2 separate regions of the Ovis aries genome follow, and region 1 is linked to region 2. The links are chromatin contacts, called in public Hi-C maps. All regions are on one chromosome and are shown on one strand. Each heading gives the region's core, a stretch centred on a gene start, on an enhancer-like site or on the middle of the called end of the contact. The rest is flanking DNA. Distances are from core to core; before and after follow the strand shown. Region 1 holds the start of TMEM14A (transmembrane protein 14A). Region 2 holds the start of EFHC1 (EF-hand domain containing 1).

Region 1 (4,055 bases), core at 1,070-3,569, 220 kb before region 2:
CACAGCCTACACTTATGTCCACCGAGACTGTTATGCTCCACCTGCCCAGCCATGCTCTCATGGAGGTAAATGGTATTGGATGGCCAAGAGCCCTGGGACAGCCAAATCAATTCAGCCTCTAACTGCCATAAAGCTGGAGGCAAAGATCTCTGTTTTACCATGCTAACTCACTATGGAATGACAGACGGGAAGGGGGCCCAAGTTCAGAGGCGAAAACAAACCCAACATGAGGTCCAACAGGACCTCATAAAGTTAGCAACTGAAGCCTCTGATCCACACCATGAGCCCAACAACTCCTAGACCAGGTTCATCAGGCGCTCAAACCCCTGGATTTTTCATCCCAAACTTTCACCAGTATCAATGACACCTATCAGACCCTGACTGAAACCTCACCAAACCTCTCATGTTGGCTCTGTCCTCCCTTGAGACCCCGACCGTTCCTTGCCCAACCGATTCCCAGCAAATGGGTAGAGGCCTAAAATCTCACTCGAAATGCCACAAAAGTAACCTGGCCAATGGGGCCCTTGACCACTGAGGTACTGTATCTACCAGCCAATGCCTCTTGCGTTCTGGCCAACGACACCTCATTAACCACAGTGGCCTGTGATGGCTCAAGACGAGGCCCCCTATCCCCAAACCCGCCCAACTGGACTCAGCCTTGCACCCCGGTCTTCCTTATGCCCTATCTGATCATTCTGACACCACAGGTGGTGGAAGACTAGATCCGACCAACCCACCGCCAAGGGAGGGCATTAGCTGCAGCTCCCCTGCTCCTCGGAGGAGCTTTATTCGCAGCCTTAGGACTGGGGGCAGGAGGATTGGGATCAGCCACGCACTTTTGCTATAAGCAGTCCACAGACCTCAATCGAGACCTGGACAAGGTGGCAGACTCCCTGATGGCATTACAGACCCAGATAACCTCTCTGGCAGCAGTGGCTCTCCAAAATCGAAGGGCCCTAGACCTGCTAAGGGCTGAAAAAGGGGGACCTGCCAGTTCCTAGGGGAAGACTGTTGTTTTCTTTTCATTAATGCCTCGGGGATAGTTCAGAACAAGGTCCGAGAGCTGAGAGAAAGCATCAGACTTAGGCCGAGTTGGGCGGTTCCGACTTTTCCGGATGGTGGAAGTCACCTTGGGCAAAATGGCTTCTCCCACTTCTCAGACCCCTCACAGCCTTGCTCCTCATCCTGTTGATAGGACCTTGTGTTTCTCAGATCATCCTCCGGAGGGTCAGGGACCTGACCCAGATGGCTACTGGACAGATGTTGATGGTGGCCGCATACTCCAAACTCCAGTCCAGAGACCCTGAGGCCCCTTAAAGGTCACCGGGATCCAGCCACGACCCTCAGCCCCAACGACGCCCCAGTTCAGCAGGAAGTAGCCAGAAACGATAACGGCGCCCCTTATCCTATCAAAAGGGTCAGAATGTAAGGTCGACCCCTGGGGCCATGATGGGCCACCCCTCCTCTCCCTCCCACCAGCGAGAAGGTCCCTAACGGAAGGATCCTCCCAGATCCCGGGGGCCAATGACAGCACACTTCCCGGGTTGCCATGATGAGCCGCCCCTCCTCTCCCCCGCCGGCGGGGGGAAGTCCCTACGCCCTAACGGATCCCGGGGACCAATAACAGCACACTTCGCAGGCTAAAGCCGCCCCACCGGCCATCCCTCGCAACGTGCATATATAAACAAAGTTCTAACACGGTCGGGGCGCGCGGACTTCCTCGACCTGCCCGGTTCGGTCCGGGAACCCCGCCCGGGAGCGCTTCGCCATTAAAGCCTGTTACACTCTTTTGGTGTCCTGGTCGTCTTTTACCTAACACCTTTGAACTCTTGGGGCTTGAAAGACATTTTCGAGTGAAGTCTGGGTGGTGCTGGGAAGGTTTGAAACCTTACCAAGCATTTCTGCGATGATCCAAGGGCCCCACCCCTTTCTCCATCTCTCCCTAGCTCCGAGAAAGGAGGGAGGACAGGTAGGAGATTCAGGACCTCGGAAGGAAGAAATTCGGGGACTTCCCAGAAAAAGGAGAGAAGCGATCCCCGGAAGAAGAGACTCCATCCCCTGCAAAATCTTCCCAAGTTTCTCGGCATCGTTATCTGCCAATTTCTGCATTTTTGCATGAACATTACGGGCAGAAAGATCTCGAGGTACAGCCAGATGTACAGCTCACCTGCAGCCCCAAGCTCTCCCCGCGGCTGAAAAAAAAAGGTGGGAGCCATCTACGGGAAAACTTCGTACCTGGAACCAAGAAGCTAACCTTGCCGCCAGCGCCTTCCCACTCCGAGAGCTCACCTCTCAGCAGTGGGCGGGGCTGCTGGTTCCGGGAAGCACCGGGCCCCGCCCCCGCAAGCGCATGCGCAGCATTCCCTCTTCCGCAGCTCGATCCTACCGGGTCGGTGCCCTCCCGGTGCAGCGGAGGTTGTTACTTGGCTGTACCACCTGCAGTGCCGGCGCTGTAGCATCTCAGGCGGCGGCCACACCTGGTCACTCGCCCGGGACCCGGTCACTCGCTCGGGACCCGGCCACTCGCTCCGGCGGCACGGCTTTCGGGCCTGGCCCTGATCCTGGGACTGGAGTCTGCTGCCCCCTGCCGGACTGAGCGAGACTGGGCGTGAATCTGGGTGTAACGGGGATTCCAGCTGGCAAAAGATTTTTAACCAGTGTAGAGGTTCCTTCACTTAAGGAGCGTTTGTGGACCTCTCCAGCAGATAGACCCCATTTTCAGCGGAGGGAGCTAAGGTTCGGAGAGGCGAAGGAGTTTTCCACAGACTCAACTCCTAAGTGGGATGCAAAGGTTAGAGCGCGAGTTTGGTTTCAAAGCCCGAGCACCCTTCATTACATCCTACCATCTACGACGTTATCTAGATGTGGTGCGGAGACCAGCATCCTGGTAAAACCCAGGATTTGCCGGGCTTAAGTACCTGAAGGGACCAGGTACAGACTGCCAGAACTGAAAGGCACTAAATCGTGTCTAATCCCAGGGATAAACCTGTGAATCCTGCCTCCAGGCTACAACTTCTCATCTCACTCCAGTTTTGCCTTCCAGGCCACTGCCCGTAGCTCCAACCCTCTTCCTTATATAATAGCTTTTCAGATTTGAAGACGGCGGTCATCTAGGCTATCACTCTGCCATGTCCCCATGGACTGTAGCCCGCCAGGCGCCTCTGTCCATGGAATTCTCCAGGCTAGAATACTGGAGTGGGTCGCCATTCCCGTCTCCAGGGGATCTTCCCAACCCAGGGATCGAACCCAGGTCACCTGCATTGCAGGCAGATTCTTGACCATCTAAGCCACCAGGAAAGCGTCATCTAGGGTTCATCAAGCAGCTCTAGGGTGCCGTGGGGTTGGGAATAATAGAATTTTTTAATTAAAAAAAAGAAACTAAGAATATAAATTAAACCTTTGAAATTTGTTTGCTGAATCTACTCCTTGTGTTTAAAAGTGTTTCAAGGAAGCAGTGTGACTGCATCTAACTTCTGAGAAGTCTAAGGTGGGCCGGGGGAGTTAACAGGATTCTGGGAGATTCATAGGAGTGTTGATGGCAGGTGCTGGAAGGTGGATGGAGAAAGTGGTATCCTGGAGTTCGGTGCCGAGTCCTTCCAGCTCTTCTCATCCCCTTCTATGCCATCCTTAGCCCAGTGCATGCTGGCACCCATGTACGTGTGTTCTCCCTTGCTTGTGCATGCCCACGTGTGTGTCTCTCTTTTCCTTCCTCCCTCCTTCCCTTTTTCTCTCTCCCAAGACTTCCAGGACACTTTCTCTATCCAAAATAAAACCAAAAACTATCTTGGGATGCCTCAATATCTTTCACTAATATGATCCCCCTCCTCAAGTAAAAAAGTTACCCCTGAACCCCAGAGCCTGGATTTATGATGCTGAGATCCCTTCCAGCCCTGTCACTGTGCTCTTAAGAGGCTGAAAGCAGGATATTCCTACTCAAAGTATTTTCATCTAAAAAAAGACCAACATGAACAACATGTAGGAACAGGAAGGTTCTTAGGTAAAGGGGCCACTGTCCTCTTAGCTTACATGCCACCAACTGCCACCTAATCCATCTA
Region 2 (4,156 bases), core at 573-3,072:
ATGCAAACACGTGCACAAAAAGACTGCTTTGGAGAATGTTCTCTGTTTTATACATTTCTAAATTATGTTGTTGTTCTTTTCTACAATCAACACATTTTTTTGATAACTGGAAAAAAACAAAAGATTATATTAAGAAAAAGTGAAAAGGAAATATTTTTGAAGGAAAGAGATCAAAACAGTGGCACAGGGACTCAGCCTCCCCACCACTCCACAAAGATCAACAGTCAGACAGCTATCCACAAATAAGAGCTCTGGAAGAGGTCCATGTAGTAGGTTTCAGCAACACAGTGGGATAAAAAAACCAAGGATATTCGTACAGGAAGAGAAGGAAGACTACCTCATTTTGTCTGCATCATCCCATTCTCCAAACCAGCACTGTTCAGTGCCAGGAGACAACTTCCCCTCAACAGGAAAGGAAGAGCCAAGTGAGCAGTCAGTTTCCAGTCTTTTTACCTTAACTTCATGACCAAGGAGAGGAACTTATTGTTTAAATTGTTAAACTACATAAATGATTATTGTCTCATCTTTGAAAATCAGCCTATTGAATCTTTTTTTTTCTTCTTTTTTTTTTCAGCCTATTGAATCTTAATGCTGACCTTCCAACACATATTTCAGCAACCCTGAAATTTCAGTATTAAAATCATTTTGTCAAGGGCTAAACTGTGTCAGAGAAAAAAAAACCACAAGCCTTTTTTTTTTTCCTCTTCAGTTTTGTCTAGAAGATATAACTAACAACACTTAAGGCAGGAGAGGAGTGAAACAAAATCCAAACAGGAATCTTTTATAAAAATGTTACAAGCGAAAAGAAAAGGGCTAGAGAAGAAAAACCAAGAACACATCAATTGTGGCAGAGGAACTAAAGTGCAATTATCTCCCATAAAGCACCTGAGGATGATTTGGGAGGAAGATGGCCAAGTGTTGAAAATTTAACTTTCCAAGCAAGAGGATTTGGGGAAAAAGATTAAACAAGACTGCAGAAAAAGTCGACGTGCTGGGACAGAAAAGGAGATGGGGCTTGGTAGAAGCATAAATGAGACCGAGGAAAAGGACCTGACAGAAAGAAGCCAACAGATGGAAATGGAGTTGGGACTGGGAGCGATTACTGGGTCTAGGATTCAGAAGAGGAAAATGCGGGCGGCAATGATGGGCTTGGGGAGAGTGAGCGGGATGGGGCTGTGGAAATAAGTACGAAGGCGTATAGAGGTTGCGTTGGGGAAGGGGCCCAGGTTGAGGGAAGAAAAGTTTAAGGATGGAACTGGGCAGAGAGGGGTATGCAGAAGGGAGAATGAGCTAGGGAGAAGGCCGAGGGAGCTCGGGAACCAGGTGGGGAAAGCCAGCAAGAGCAGAGCAGCAAGGAAGAACGCTGGGAGGCCAACAGACTGCCAGGATGGAGTGGAAAAACCAGAGAGGGATGGGCTGAGAGCAAACTGGAGAAAGAGGGTGAGGTTGGGGGGTGGGGAGTGGGGTGGAGGTGGGGTGTGGAGAACAGAGTTGGGGGCAGAGAGAGGGTTTGAAGGGGAAAAGGACAAACTCGCGTGGACGAGCAGAGACGCAACCTGCTGCGAGCTCTCCGGGGCTGCCAGGAGGTGGGGACAGGGGTTTGGCCGGAGAAGTCCTCACCGTTAAGTCCTTAAAGGACGTGCCTGGGAGAAAAGGCAGGCCATGCACTGGGTTAGACACCATAGCGGCCGCTCTCGCCGCAACCACCCGGGTAGGGTTTGGTCCTCTCGGGTTGCCAGGGGAACCAGCGGCGTTCTGGGCGGCCCGGCAGCTCCATGGTAACGCCATACACGCAGAGCACTAGCGGAAGAGGGCGGGGCCTGAGACGCAGGCGTGCCCAGCCCGCGCATGAGCAGCCCGTGGACTAGACGTTCTCGCGGGAGTGTGCCGAGGGGAGCTGGCCCCGCCCCGCGCAGACGTGAGAACACGGGGCGGGACGAGGTGGTTGTGGGATGACGTGATGGATCTCCCCTTGAGGGTCCGGGTTCGGGCGAGTCCTTAGATCAGTTCCAAGGGAAGGGTCCTTCCTTCGCCCCATCCCAGTCCTCACCTCACCTCACCTCGCCCCGCCCGCTCGCTGTTCTCCCACCTGTGGGAAAAAGGCTGTTGTCCCAGTTCACACGGAAGTGTCACTGGTTGGTTCCGGTTGAAAGTGTTACTTCTCCTGAACCCGTGCTTCCCTGGGGCCAGGGACTGAGAATTATTCATGATTGTAATTCTGTTGTTCAAGGATGTTCAATAAACAAAAGCAACTGACTGGTGCCTAATCCTCCAACTACCTCATTCAAGTTTTTTCCTACTTTACCTTTGAAGGAAATGGCAACCCACTCCAGTACTCTTGCCTGGAGAATCTCATGGACAGAGGAGCCTGGCGGGCTACATACAGTCCACGGGGTCGCCAAGAGTCGGACACGACTGAGCGACTAAGCGCAGCACATTCTATTTCTATACCCTCCTTCACAGGCCTTGGGGGGGTCTTACATATTCACCGCAGGATGCTCAGTATTTGTTGACTGGACAGCTACACGGCGCTCCTGTCAATTCTCCGAGTCTCTAGTATCACTACCTACAGTTGCAATAAAAAGATCAGACCCACGAGGGGAAATACATCTGCCAAGAAAAATTTGTCATAGGAGAAAAGCAAATAAGTGCGGTGATAAATTGTCAAAACCGTAGGTACTCTTTTTACAAAACTTGTTTAAATTATTATCCCTTAAAAAATGTAATCCTGTTCTTGAAACATCTTCAAGAAAGAAAAAACAAGCTATCAGAAGCGCTGAAGAGCTTAAAAAGAAAAACAAAACCCAGATGCCTGGACATTGGATTCACTGGGTTTGAAATGGGGCCCAGGCGTCTGATTTTTATAACAGCTGTTTCTGAGAATGAGCCAGTTTAACGGAGTGCAATAGAGTAGCAAGCTTCACGCCAAAGGCATCCATGTCATGGGTGGTTTACTGCCAATACAGACAAAGGCTTTAGTTTTACTGCTGCTTGTCAGAGTAAATCCCCCTGATGGGTTTCACTAACAGGCATAAACCTCAGGGGGCCCAGGACATCAGTCCACTAGTGGCAGTGAAGCAGTTATTGGTGGCTGTCTCCACACCTTGCCCAGAGTTTCTTTTCTGATAACACTTGCTATCCCCTAACTACTTCTATTTCCCATGTTTGTCCCCCACTCCTTTTTTCACCTTTCCAGATTTTTATTTTTTATTGGTGTAGTGCCCTAATGTAGGTGTTTAATACACTTTTTGAATCAATGCATTGTAATGACACTAAAGACTTTACAAGTATCTGACCATTACATTTTATCTTAGCCACTGACCTAGAAGGGCAGTGTGGACAAAGGATGTCACCTGCCATATCAGGAAATGGAAAGATGTTGCAGCCATTAAGCCATCAGTCACAGAAGTCATCCACAGCTGTGCATGCTGAGGGGATTTAGGATGGAGAAAAGCAGGATACTGGTCCTGGATGGTAAGGTGCCTATCAAAGGAATGAGTTCAGTGAGCCCAGACTCTTGCATCTTCTCATACAAAGAAAAGCACTCATTCATTAACTTGAGATGTCTGGTTTTAATTAACAGTATTTTTTTTTAAAATGTTCTGACCCCCTGTTTTTTGTTGCAAAAGCTTCTGGCTCCTCCCTTACCTCTTTATGGTTGTTGCTTGGAGCTGAGAGGCTGTCTTCCTGGTTTGAGTCCTCAAAAAGTCCACCGAATAAAACATAATTCTCAACTTTTAGGTTTTGCTTTTTTTCTCTCATTTGACAGAAGTCAGCCACTGGGAGAATATTTCAAGATGGCAAGTTCAGCCTCAGAATCGCTGGAAACCACGATCCTTGCTGACTCTTCATGATAAACTTACACTGTTTCTAGTTATACGATCTATCCCCCCAAACACTGCCACCACCGTTTCTCTTAATTAAAGTAAATCCATGGCATTAGGATACACTTGGAAGAGCCCCCCTGGACTCAGTGCAGAGTTGCACTTGGGTCTGTGTTCCCTGGGCTGGGTAGGGAAAGAGCCTGCAGGGCTTGGAAAGGGTGAGTCCTTCCTAAGTTTCTTGTCCTTTATAGCATCTGTTCCTATTGGGGCAGTGCCTTCTGGTCAAATGCCTTTCTTTCCCAGAAGGGCACACCATGATACCCCTAATAGAG

Evidence for each region. A called contact is a pair of places that touch in the nucleus more often than the background predicts.
Region 1: a Hi-C map of liver shows a contact between it and region 2, with 5 times the contacts expected there. The contact joins the promoter of TMEM14A here to the promoter of EFHC1 in region 2. A contact is called at or near these places in 12 of 16 Hi-C or Micro-C datasets (blood, hypothalamus, liver and 6 more).

The regions. Positions count from the first base shown.
Region 1 is chr20:24,721,209-24,725,263 of ARS-UI_Ramb_v3.0, reverse strand. TMEM14A (transmembrane protein 14A) reads right to left here and starts at 2,319. Exons shown (of 6, transcript XM_042237497.2): 1 at 2,290-2,319.
Region 2 is chr20:24,504,839-24,508,994 of ARS-UI_Ramb_v3.0, reverse strand. EFHC1 (EF-hand domain containing 1) reads right to left here and starts at 1,822. Exons shown (of 10, transcript XM_060403720.1): 1 at 1,621-1,822. The coding sequence starts at 1,788.